Regions from separate parts of the Pan troglodytes genome. Here region 1 is linked to region 2. The links are chromatin contacts, called in public Hi-C maps. All regions are on one chromosome and are shown on one strand. Each heading gives the region's core, a stretch centred on a gene start, on an enhancer-like site or on the middle of the called end of the contact. The rest is flanking DNA. Distances are from core to core; before and after follow the strand shown. Region 1 holds the start of TSEN54 (tRNA splicing endonuclease subunit 54). Region 2 overlaps ITGB4 (integrin subunit beta 4).

The links. Hi-C and Micro-C count contacts between places; a contact is called where the count stands out from the background.
Region 1: a contact with region 2 is called in a Hi-C map of stem cell-derived neural progenitor cells, with 5 times the contacts expected there. The contact joins the promoter of TSEN54 here to the enhancer-like site in region 2. A contact is called at or near these places in 1 of 7 Hi-C or Micro-C datasets (stem cell-derived neural progenitor cells), 1 of 1 datasets of contacts at active chromatin or transcription factors (stem cell-derived excitatory neurons) and 1 of 1 other capture datasets (stem cell-derived neural stem cells).

Annotation. Positions count from the first base shown.
Region 1 is chr19:88,511,250-88,517,232 of NHGRI_mPanTro3-v2.0_pri, forward strand. TSEN54 (tRNA splicing endonuclease subunit 54) reads left to right here and starts at 4,093. Exons shown (of 11, transcript XM_063799278.1): 1 at 4,093-4,836; 2 at 5,226-5,390; 3 at 5,489-5,552; 4 at 5,632-5,715. The coding sequence starts at 5,650. It overlaps CASKIN2 (CASK interacting protein 2), which reads right to left and starts at 4,057. Exons shown (of 20, transcript XM_016930874.3): 1 at 3,837-4,057; 2 at 2,151-2,648. The coding sequence starts at 2,244.
Region 2 is chr19:88,751,108-88,756,403 of NHGRI_mPanTro3-v2.0_pri, forward strand. ITGB4 (integrin subunit beta 4) reads left to right here. Exons shown (of 41, transcript XM_016930890.4): 29 at 195-375; 30 at 489-626; 31 at 1,686-1,868; 32 at 1,958-2,089; 33 at 3,279-3,488; 34 at 4,090-4,329; 35 at 4,535-4,693; 36 at 5,181-5,296. Among named protein-coding and RNA genes, the nearest start is that of GALK1, 12 kb to the right of the region's middle. Within about 2 kb of position 3,389, at least 8 of the 24 cell types and tissues checked have an H3K27ac peak or open chromatin away from gene starts, as enhancers often do. A contact at or near this core is called in stem cell-derived neural progenitor cells, where this site is marked.

The DNA of each region.
Region 1 (5,983 bases), core at 2,843-5,342, 240 kb before region 2:
ACACTATAAGGTTTGCAAATGTCACCTTGTGATCTCACTTTTGTCACCAGCCTCTCCAGCTTCTCAGAGGACTGGGAGGGGAGGCACAGTGCCAGGGCCTCATAAGGAATCCCAGGCCCCAGTCATCGCTGTGCCTGAGCCTACAGCCTGTGCAGGGTGAATTCTCCCCTTTGGGACTGAGGGAAGGGACCTCCTTCCCCACAGACGCTTCCCACTGGGCACAAGGGACCTTCTCGGAGCCTAAGAGCCCAGCTCTGCAGTTCCTGCCACTGGCCTCCAAACCCCTCCCGCCTGCCCTCCTGAGGGCCTCACTTTGAGGACCCAGAGCGGTGAGGCCAGCAGCAGCTTGACCAAGGCCCCACTGGGCAGGTTGCCAAAAACAACACAGAGGTGACAGAAGAGGGGAGTGGCTGCACTGCTGGACCTTAGGGCCCTCCCCTGGGACCTCCTTAGCACCTCCCCAGTGGCACCCACCCTGTGTCCACTTCCCTAGGCACAGAGACCACCCCACAGCTCCACCTCTCCAGGCCCTGTGTCTCCTGCCCCAGTGTGCTAGTGGATGCATGATGTTAAGGCCCTTCCTCTGGCACCCATACCCCAGGTGTTCAGGTAGCCTGGGGGACTTCTTCCTGTGCACAGGACCGAGGTGTATCTTGGGGCTAGAGCCCCTGAACTCCAGAGGAGACCTTCCCATCCAGGGAACTCCTCCTGCCTCAGTCTGGTGGCAGGAACCACCTCCTGCCTATGCTGATCTGGGATCTCAAGGTGACAAGTCCAGTGGCCTCCTGGGACAGCCCAGAGAGCCCTCCCTGAAGCCCAGAGGTCTATTCTCCCTGTGGGGGGTCGCACCACAGAGGTACCCAAGACATGGGGCTCAGGTGTGGCCGCTTGTGCATGGATCCCCCACAGCCCGGTCAGGTCTCGAGGCTAGGTGAAAATCTCCAGTAAATGACCTCTGGCCACACCCCACCAGGACACACATGTCAGGGGAAGAGAAACTTTAGCAACTTGTTAGAGAGTGTTGAACTTTTTTTAAGCAGTAGAATTCCCTTTTTAAAAGCTATCTCGTGGCCTGGTGCGGTGGCTCATGCCTGCAATCCTAGCACTTTGGGAGGCTGAAGCGGGTGGATCACCTGAGGTCAGGAGTTCGAGACCAGCCTGACCTAGATGGTGAAACCCCGTCTCTAGTAAAAATTAGCCAGGCGTTGTGTCAGGCACCTGTAATCCCAGCTACTCGGGAGGCTGAGGCAGAAGAATAGCTTGAACCCGGGAGGCAGAGGCTGCAGTGCGCTGAGATCATGCCACTGCACTCCAAGCCGGGTGAGAAAGCAAGACTCCGTCTCAAAAAAAATAAACAGCTATCTTATAGATATCTTCTTAAGACATGAACATAGAGATGCTCTGGTTGAAATGTGTGCGTTTGAGGTTGGGGGTAGGGATGAAGTTCTATCTATTCAGTCTTCTCTAACCCACTGTCAGAAATCTCATGGCTCCAAAGAACACATCAGAAAGACCATCTGCTAGAAGGCAACTCCACGAAGACAGGAATTTGGGTCTGTTTTGTTCACTACTATGGTCCAGTGCTTAGAACAGAGCCTGAGCCAGGCACAGTGACTCACGCCTGTAATCCTAGTACTAGGAGGCCTAGGTGGGTGGATCACTTGAGGTCTGGAGTTCGAGACCAGTCTGGTCAACATGGTGAAACCCCCATCTCTACCAAAAATATAAAAAAAAATTAGCCGGGCATGGTGGCACACACCTGTAATCCCAGCTACTAGGGAGGCTGAGGCAGGAGAATGGCTTGAACCCAGAAGGCGGAGGTTCCGGTGAGCCGAGATCCTGCCACTGTACTCCAGCCTGTGTGACAAGCTATAGGCACTCAATAACAATGTGAATGAATGTACTTCAACCCTCTAATTTTGCAGGCCAGGAAACTGCAGCCCAGAGAGGTTAAGTGACTTGCCTAAGGACACACAGCAAGGGGGACCCAACTTTCTCTCTGGCTCTCTCACACAGAGGCACTTCTTACTGAGAACAAGACAGTCCACCCTCCTCAAATATGCAGATCACAGTGACCCACCCCCACCCACTAAGCCTCTGTGAACTGAGTGCTTGGCCTCAGCGGGATGCTCGTCCCACCCGGTACTCACTTGTCTTTGTGGCCTTGACCTTCGCCACCAGTTTCTGCACACCAGTCACATCTCCATTCTTGACGGCGAGGATCAGGTCCTGTTCACGACCCATACTGGCTCCTGGGCTGAGCTCTACACTCAGGAGTCCAGGGCAAAGGCAGGCAACGGGTCCAAGCTGGGGCGTCAGGGCGCCATGCCACAGCCCCTTGGAGGGCTCCCGGTTCCGCGGGAGCAAGTCTGGTGTCCCAGGCAGTGGGCTCCTCGTCAGGTACTGAGGGATACTCCCAAAGGTGCTCCGTGAACTGCCACCACACGAAGGAAAGCTAATCTTTGAGGGGGTGAAGACTACGTGGAAATCTGGATGGATATCAGCCTGTGGCTTCCGACAGCTCCAGGATGGGCTGGGACTGGGCACACCAATCTTCCCGGCTTGGCTGCGGAACACCAGTGCCCACCCAGAGAGCAGCCAGCATTCCCTTGGGCCTCAGGCAGCAGCGGTGCAGTGGTCTCAGGGCTCTGGAAAAAGCACAGGGCCTCTGTCGAATGCTGGGCCACAGCCTGCAAGGGTCCCAGAAGTGGAGTGCAGAGGATGAGCAGGACAAGACCTCCAGGGAGCCCCCAAGCCACCCTGGCTCCCCTCGGAGTCGATGGTGATGCTGAGCCACTGAAAGTGGGGAGGAAGCTGCTATGCATGAGAGGAGTATTGGTGGGGGGGAGGTGGCATTCTGGGAGGGGGAGGCTGAGTCACTGGGGCCCCAGGGCACCTGGCAGTACCTCAACCTTGGGCAGGAGGGGCCCTGGCAGCATGACATACTGGGGCAGGCCAGGCCAGCAGCCTGTTCTCCACAGCCCGAGGCTCCGACACCCACAGACAACTGGCGGGCCAGGAGGTGGGGCCGGGAGGGTCAGGCACAGGCAGGCGGGCAGGGGTCACTCCCTGTCAAAGGCACCAGCCCCCAGATTCCTCCCTACGGAGGCTTCAAGGCTTCGCTTTAATGGCTGGATGCCCTAGTCCTAGGACTCTTTGTGAACGGAGGGCATGAAGTGCTTCTGGCCCCCCATTTCTGGGGGCTCTGCCTGCTAGAGAGGGAAGCTGCACAGCACCTGTTGCTGACCCGTCCTCGCCCCTTGTGTCGGGTGGAGGAGCAGCTGGGCAGAGAACAGAGACAGAGCTGGGGCACTGCTGACAAACGGGGCTCCCAAGCCCACCAAGCCTCAACCTGAAGCCCAGACCCTGGACTCCACCGCAGAGAGGCTTACGTCAGTTTCTCGGTGGCAGCGAATTTACTGCCAGAGTCTTGTGGCATGAGATCCGCGCAGGCCTGGGGCCCTGGCCGGGAACCCCTCACTCCCCAAACGTCCCAAGCCCAACCCAGGGGCACTCCCACGCGGAGCCCGCGGCCGACACGGGCGGAGGGCGCCCTTGGCAGTGCGTGGGGTCGGGCTGGCTCCCCCGCCCCCCGGAATGTCCCTCCAGCGCCTCGCAACCCCCCAGCCCAGCCCAGCCCAGGCCCACCGGGGAACAAAGCGGCGGGAGAAGCCGGGCGGGCCAAGCGCCCGAGGTATAAACGCGGAGGATGGAAAAGGGGCGCGAGGAGGACTGAAGGAGCGGGGAGATGAAGGTGCCCGCCGACACGGCAAGAAAAGTTAGTTTGCGCCCGCCCCCAGGGGCGCTGACCCCCAGCGCGGGCCCCGCAGCCTCACCTCTCCCGGCCGCCCGCCGGGGTCCGGCTGGCCCTGCTCGGTCCCTGGCACTCAGGACGGTGGCTCCCACTCCCCCCTGCCCCCCTTTCTCCTTCTCCTTTTCCAAGGCCGGCTCGGCGCCTCCCGCAGGAAATCCCGCCCCTCCCCCCTCCCTCCCGCCGGATCGGGAACGGAGGGACCGTCCCGGCCGCGCAGTCAGGCTGTCAGTCAGCACCGGCGGCTCCGCCCCCATCCGCGCCAGATCCCGCCCCAACTCGTGCCCCCCCGGACCGGGGGCGCTGACCGGATCAGCGCATGCGCCCAGGTGAAACGGAGGGGCGGGGGGCGCGGGGGCAGAGGTGACCTGGGGCTCTGGACTTAGACCCAAGGGCTAGACACCCCGGGTCTGGTGGGAGAGAAGACGTAATGTGAAGGGGGTTGGCAACCAAGACGCGGGACCCCACTTGCAGTATCCCCCGCCTGCGGCCGGCGTCGCCCACCCGCAGCCGCCGGCCGGGCAATGGCACCACCTAGCGGACGGCACCAGAGCGGCCCGCGGGGGCGGTGCGGGGACCCCAGCCTCGAGGAGGCGCTCGTGCCGGGCGGAGGTGGCGCTTCAGCACCGTCGTGGGCCGGACAGCGCCTCCCGCCCCCGGCCCTCGAAACCTGGCTTCGGAGCCCAGCCGTAGGGACCGGACGGAAGACACCGAAGGAACGGCGAACCTCCCCGGACCGCTCCTGACAGTTCCCGGGTGGCCTTCGGCCTGCAAAGTCGGAATTTGCACACCTTCCGCTCGTCCTTCCCTGAGCCCTTCTGCCCTCCTTGCCCAGCCCGGGCGGTGGGGACTAAGCAGCGCGGGGCTGCAGAGGGGCGGTCACAAGTGTGACCATTCGCACTGCACTCCAGCCGCTGGCTCCTCAGGCTTTACTGGAGAGAAGCCCCGAGGAGGGCTAGGGGCAAAAGAGGGGCCTTCTGCATCTCCAGCAACCTGCGGGCTGAGCTCCCAGACCCGGCGTCGGGGTGCGCTTCCGGGCGGGCGCTAGGACCGGGGACAATCAGGAGGGCGCAGAGCGGGCTGGGGCGGTGCAGGGGGCGGGGCTGCCGCGGCGTTGCAGGGGGCGGGGCTGCCGCGGCGTTGCGGACGGCGGGCACTAGGGCAGCGCGGAGCTCCGGCGGTGGGCGGGGCGGGGCGGGGCGGCGCGCGCAGCGGCAGGCGGCGGCGGGATGGAGCCCGAGCCCGAGCCCGCGGCCGTGGAGGTTCCCGCGGGGCGCGTGCTCAGGTGCGGCGCGGCCCGGCCGGAGTGGGTGTCGGGGGCGCGGGGCCAGCGCGGGTAGGGAAACCGGCGCCCGGGACCCGGCCAGGCGGCCCCCGATGCGCGGCGCTGACCCCGCGTCCCCTTCTCCCCCAGCGCCCAGGAGCTCTTCGCCGCCCGCTCGCGGTCGCAGAAGCTGCCCCAGCGCTCGCATGGCCCCAAGGACTTTCTGCCCGACGGCTCGGCAGCTCAGGCCGAGCGGCTGCGCCGGTGCCGGGAAGAGCTCTGGCAGCTGCTGGCAGAGCAGCGCGTGGAGCGCCTGTGAGAGGGGCGGGCCCAGGGGTAAGGGAAGCGGGGGCGAGGCGGGCCGCGGGGCCTCCGGAATGGACTGACGCAGACCCCTCCCCACTCCTCGCCAGGGGCAGCTTGGTGGCTGCCGAGTGGAGGCCAGAAGAGGGCTTCGTGGAGTTGAAGTCTCCTGCGGTGAGCGGCGGGCTCGGGGACCGGGGACCGCCCTCCCTGCCCTCCTTCCCTTGTGACACTTGCTCTGGGCCCCACACAGGGCAAATTCTGGCAGACCATGGGCTTCTCAGAGCAGGGCCGGCAGCGGCTTCACCCGGAAGAGGCCTTGTATCTTCTGGAGTGTGTAAGTGGGGCCCGGGAGGTGGGGAAGGAGTTGGGACCAAAGAACGGGAAGGACACGTTTTATCGGAGAAAAAGCACACACAACCCGGTCTTTAGAGAACTGATAACCGAACTTCTAAAGCAGGAGGTGGTACGTTGCAGGGAGCAGGGATTCCAGTCCACATTAGTGATGCTGCCCCACTTTCCTGGTTGGCCACATTCTTGATGCGCTGCTGAGAGGGGGAGGGGGAGGTATCAGAGCTGGGAAGTTGCCCCATTCCTCTGTGGCA
Region 2 (5,296 bases), core at 2,139-4,638:
CCGCATGGGAGATACCCCCACCTGCTCTGCCCTAGCCCTGACGTGTGCACATGGCAGATCTCTCAGCCCCTCCCTCGGGCCTCAGTGTCTGTCATCTGTGCAAAGAGGACAGTAAGGGCAGAGGTCAGAGGAGGGACAGGCAGCTTGGGTGCCTGCTGCTCCCCACTGACCAGTACCCCTGTCCCTGGGGGTAGGTAAAGTACTGGATTCAGGGTGACTCTGAGTCCGAAGCCCACCTGCTCGACAGCAAGGTGCCCTCAGTGGAGCTCACCAACCTGTACCCGTATTGCGACTATGAGATGAAGGTGTGCGCCTACGGGGCTCAGGGCGAGGGACCCTACAGCTCCCTGGTGTCCTGCCGCACCCACCAGGAAGGTGAGGCCTCGCCATGTCTGTCCATTTGTTCCCTGGGTGCCCTGATGCCAGCGTGCCCAGACCTCCCTCCCTCTGCCACTGACAGCACTCTTCCTGTATCCCCCGCTCCCTAGTGCCCAGCGAGCCAGGGCGTCTGGCCTTCAATGTCGTCTCCTCCACGGTGACCCAGCTGAGCTGGGCTGAGCCGGCTGAGACCAACGGTGAGATCACAGCCTACGAGGTCTGCTATGGCCTGGTCAACGATGACAACCGTAAGAACCAGATCCTTCCTTCCTGCCCACAGGGAGAACAGCCATGGAAGGGGAGGGGACAAAGCTGGAGGGAGCTCTTGGTCACTCCCTGGACTTGCTGTGCAGGGCACTCGAGGCCTTCATCCTGGTCAGCGGATAAGCCTGAGGCATCTTTAGGGTTTTGGCCAGATTTGGGCTGGGTTGCATTCTAAGACCAAACCCAGAAGGTTGCAGGGTAGGTGGTTACCTGTGTGGAGTGAGGTCACAGGCCCAGGGGTACCCCTCCCCATGCAGGTAACCAGGGAGCTCACACGTGCATGGTTTTCTTAGGGTGAGAGGAAAGTTACCAGATTTAGCAAACAGAAATACAGGAGGTTCTGAATTTCAGATAGCACTTTAAAAGATTATTTTGTACATTGAGAGGCCAAGGCAGGTGGACTGCTTGAGGTCAGGAGTTCAAGACCAGCCTGGCTAACATGGTGAAACCGTTTCTACTAAAAATTAGCCAGGCATGGTGGCTCATGCCTGTAGTCCCAGCTAGTCAGGAGGCTGAGGCAGGAGAATCACTTGAACCCAGAAGGCGCAGGTTGCAGTGAACCAAGATCGTGTTACCGCACTCCAGACTGGGTGACAGAGCCAGACTCCGTCTAAAAATAAATAAATAAAAAGGATTTTATACAGTATTTTATCTAGCAGCCCGAGATCAGAGGTGCCTAGCAGAACAGTTATTTCTCCAGTCCTGGAAGGGAGGCGGGGTGGGCAACCCCTATGCGTGCCCTTGCCTTGTGTGGAGGCACCATGGATATATGGGTAGAGGTGACATCGAGGCCAACTTGAGTCCAGCCCTGGCTCTGCCACTTACTCAGCAGAGTCCCTTGGAGGACTGGTGACACATGTCCACGACAGTCATGCTGACGCTCAGGGCTCCACAGGTAGCAATTCAGCAGTGGCTGGCTTTGCCTTGCTTCCCCAGCCCCTGGGTGCCATCCAGGGGATGCACGGCCGTCCTGCTGTGTCAGGGGTGGTGTTGGGACCAGGCTGGGACCTGGGTGACCCTCTGAAGCACTCTCTCTGCCCCAGGACCTATTGGGCCCATGAAGAAAGTGCTGGTTGACAACCCTAAGAACCGGATGCTGCTTATTGAGAACCTTCGGGAGTCCCAGCCCTACCGCTACACGGTGAAGGCGCGCAACGGGGCCGGCTGGGGGCCCGAGCGGGAGGCCATCATCAACCTGGCCACCCAGCCCAAGAGGCCCATGTCCAGTGAGTGGTGGGCAGGGAGGTGAGGGGCAGACCGGGCAGGGGGGCAGGGGGCAGCAGCCAGGGCCCTGGCTCACTCCCCTGCCCTGCAGTCCCCATCATCCCTGACATCCCTATCGTGGACGCCCAGAGCGGGGAGGACTACGACAGCTTCCTCATGTACAGCGATGACGTTCTACGCTCTCCATCGGGCAGCCAGAGGCCCAGCGTCTCCGATGACACTGGTGAGTGGAGACCTGGGACCCACAAGAGGACAGTGGGGGTCTTGGGTACAGAGTGAGTCCACTGGGTCCAGAGAGGGCAAAGGGGCCAGCACCTAGAGGACATGGAGGTTAAGGCAGCCTTGGACAAATGCAATGGAGTGCACATCTGTGCACGGGGCACAGGAACCAGTGCCTGGGGGACAGACACACACAGCCTTGTGCAAGCGCACATGAGTTCATGCCCACGGGACCACGAAGAAACACAGCTTCACAAGTTGAAGGTTCACCAGCTGTGCCATGCACACAGGACACTCAGGCCACCCCCCAGGGGCAGGCCTGGCCCAGGAGCCCTGGGCAGCCACCAGGCGGCCACCTGGCAGGGGTAGGGGAGCCAAGGAGACAAGAACACCCCCAACAGCTCTGTCCTTCCTCCTTGATTCCCAGCACAAAGTGCTGCGGAGCCCTTAGCTGGGCCTCCTGAGTGCTCAGTGTCAGCTGTGGCTCCACCTGTGGGACATCAGATGAATCACTCATCCTTTCCATGCCTCACTTTTCTGCTCTGTATAATGGGATACCAATCACACAGTACCATGAGTGGAAAAACCTCTGGGGCACATATATCATTTGTATTTTCTTCTGTCCCTGCCGATGCCTCAAGCTGCCCCCGGTGAACACATACTGGCCCCCACGGGGCTCAGCTTGGGCTTAAGGAGCCATTTTGAGGGGTTCAGGTGGAGCGCAGCTGGTGTGACTCTGGAACCCCAGCTCAGCTGCTTCTAACACTACCTGCGAAGCGCTCGGTGGCTTGCGGAACGGTCCCTGGGAGGCAGGCAGGGGCAAGATTCCTCTCTCCATTGTACAAACGGGAAACTGAGTCTTGGAGAGGTTAAGTAAAGCAAGGGAGACCTCACAGCTGGTGACAGAGCCCAGACTTCCCCCAGGTCTCCTGGCGGGTCCGGGGGGTCTCTCCTCCCCAGCTGTGCCGAGGCTGCACTCGCTCATCTGGAAAGGCTTCAGCCGCGCAAGGGTTTCACCTGCCGCGGCCTTCCCGCTCCGGCCGTGCGCATCTACCCCCGCCCCCAACACACACCCCGGGATCCCGGGAGCTGGAGACGGGCTCCCCTCGCAGAGCCTACGGCCTTCCCCCGCCTGGCCCTGCTCGGCCCGGCGCCCCCCGGCGGTGCCAACGCGGCCCTTCGTTGTTCCCAAGGCTGCGGCTGGAAGTTCGAGCCCCTGCTGGGGGAGGAGCTGGACCTGCGGCGCGTCACGTGGCGGCTGCCCCCGGAGCTCATCCCGCGCCTGTCGGCCAGCAGCGGGCGCTCCTCCGACGCCGAGGCGCCCCACGGGCCCCCGGACGACGGCGGCGCGGGCGGGAAGGGCGGCAGCCTGCCCCGCAGTGCGACACCCGGGCCCCCCGGAGGTGACAGGCTCACCCGCCGCCCCCCGATCCGCGCCCACCCAGCCTCACTCGCGCCTGGGGGCCTGGGGTGGGCGTCTGCGCTGCCTCGGGGGCCCCAGTTTCAGCCAGGCCCGGGCCTTGGCGGCTGGGAGCACAGCTGCTTAGAGGCAGGGCCCAGTGCCAGGGGACGCGTGAGGCAGGCGCTTGGGCCCTTATGGTGCCTGCCTGGCCAGGGGGTGCAAATTCAGAAGTGTGCCCAGGAAGCGGACCCTGGCACCCAAGTAGACCCCTCAGGGGCCTCAAAGGACAGGAGGGAAGGCTTGGGGATCTCCCCAGGGCAGGGCTGACTGCAGGGGCAGCAAGCCCCCGCCACTGCCAGGGTCAGCAGTGCTCACACCGATATAGTGGCCGGCCAGAGGATATGGGCTGTGGAAGCCTGGGTGGCCCTTGGGTTCCTGCAGGGACAGAGGGCCTCTGTCCCTAGTGGTTTGAGGGAAACTGGTTGTATTTAAGCAAAAGCCACCCAGAGGGTGGGTGACCAGGAATGTGCAGGGCCCAGCCTGCCCCACGGGGCCCGGGTCTGGGGCAGGCCTGACCAAGGGACCCTGCTCTCCCCCTGCAGAGCACCTGGTGAATGGCCGGATGGACTTTGCCTTCCCGGGCAGCACCAACTCCCTGCACAGGATGACCACGACCAGTGCTGCTGCCTATGGCACCCACCTGAGCCCACACGTGCCCCACCGCATGCTAAGCACATCCTCCACCCTCACACGGGACTACAACTCACTGACCCGCTCGGAACACTCACACTCGACCACACTGCCCAGGGACTACTCCACCCTCACCTCCGTCTCCTCCCACGGTGAGTGACCTCAGCCAACCCTGCCTCTCCCACTAACCCTTCCTCTCTTCCAGCTCCTGGAGCCTCGGGCTTCTGTCTGCTGTCCCCACCGCCCATTCTCCAACATACACACATGCATGCACACACGTGCACACACATGCATGCACACATACACACATGCATGCACACTCCCTGCTCCTCTCACTCTTGTTTTGTCCTGCCCTAGGCCTCCCTCCCATCTGGGAACACGGGAGGAGCAGGCTTCCGCTGTCCTGGGCCCTGGGGTCCCGGAGTCGGGCTCAGATGAAAGGGTTCCCCGCTTCCAGGGGCCCACGAGACTCTATAATCCTGGCTGGGAGGCCAGCAGCGCCCTCCTGGGGCCCAGGTAGTACAGGGGTGGCCATCCTGTCTCCACAGCTGTCCTGCTCCATCTGTCATCCAGCCACCATAGCAGCCGCCAGCTGTGCCCACTGCTTCCCCTCCATTCCATCCACAGGACACCCGCCTGCCCACAGGCGCTAACCACCTGCCCTACCATCAGTGCTGACGCCTAACTCTGCCTCTGCCCTTCCAGGGGGCGGGGCTGGGGCTGGGGCAGGAGAGGGGCCAGGCCAGCTGAGCAGTTGAGGGGGTGGGGCTGGCAGACTCATGGGGCTCACCCTCTCTTGGCACAAGCAGGGCCCACACCCTGCTGGAGGATATGCGGTAGGTGCTGGGCAGCCTGGACAGTGTATTGCAGGGTGAGTGAGTTGTCCAGCCAGCGGTCAGTGTAGACATGCCAGCTGAGGGAGGGAGGTCAGGGGGCAGCACTGTGACTCCCACTGAGACCCTAGCCCCTGCATCTCTGGCTGACTGCAGCCTCCTGTCCCCAGACTTTCGCCTGACTGCTGGTGTGCCCGACACGCCCACCCGCCTGGTGTTCTCTGCCCTGGGGCCCACATCTCTCAGAGTGAGCTGGCAGGAGCCGCGGTGCGAGCGGCCGCTGCAG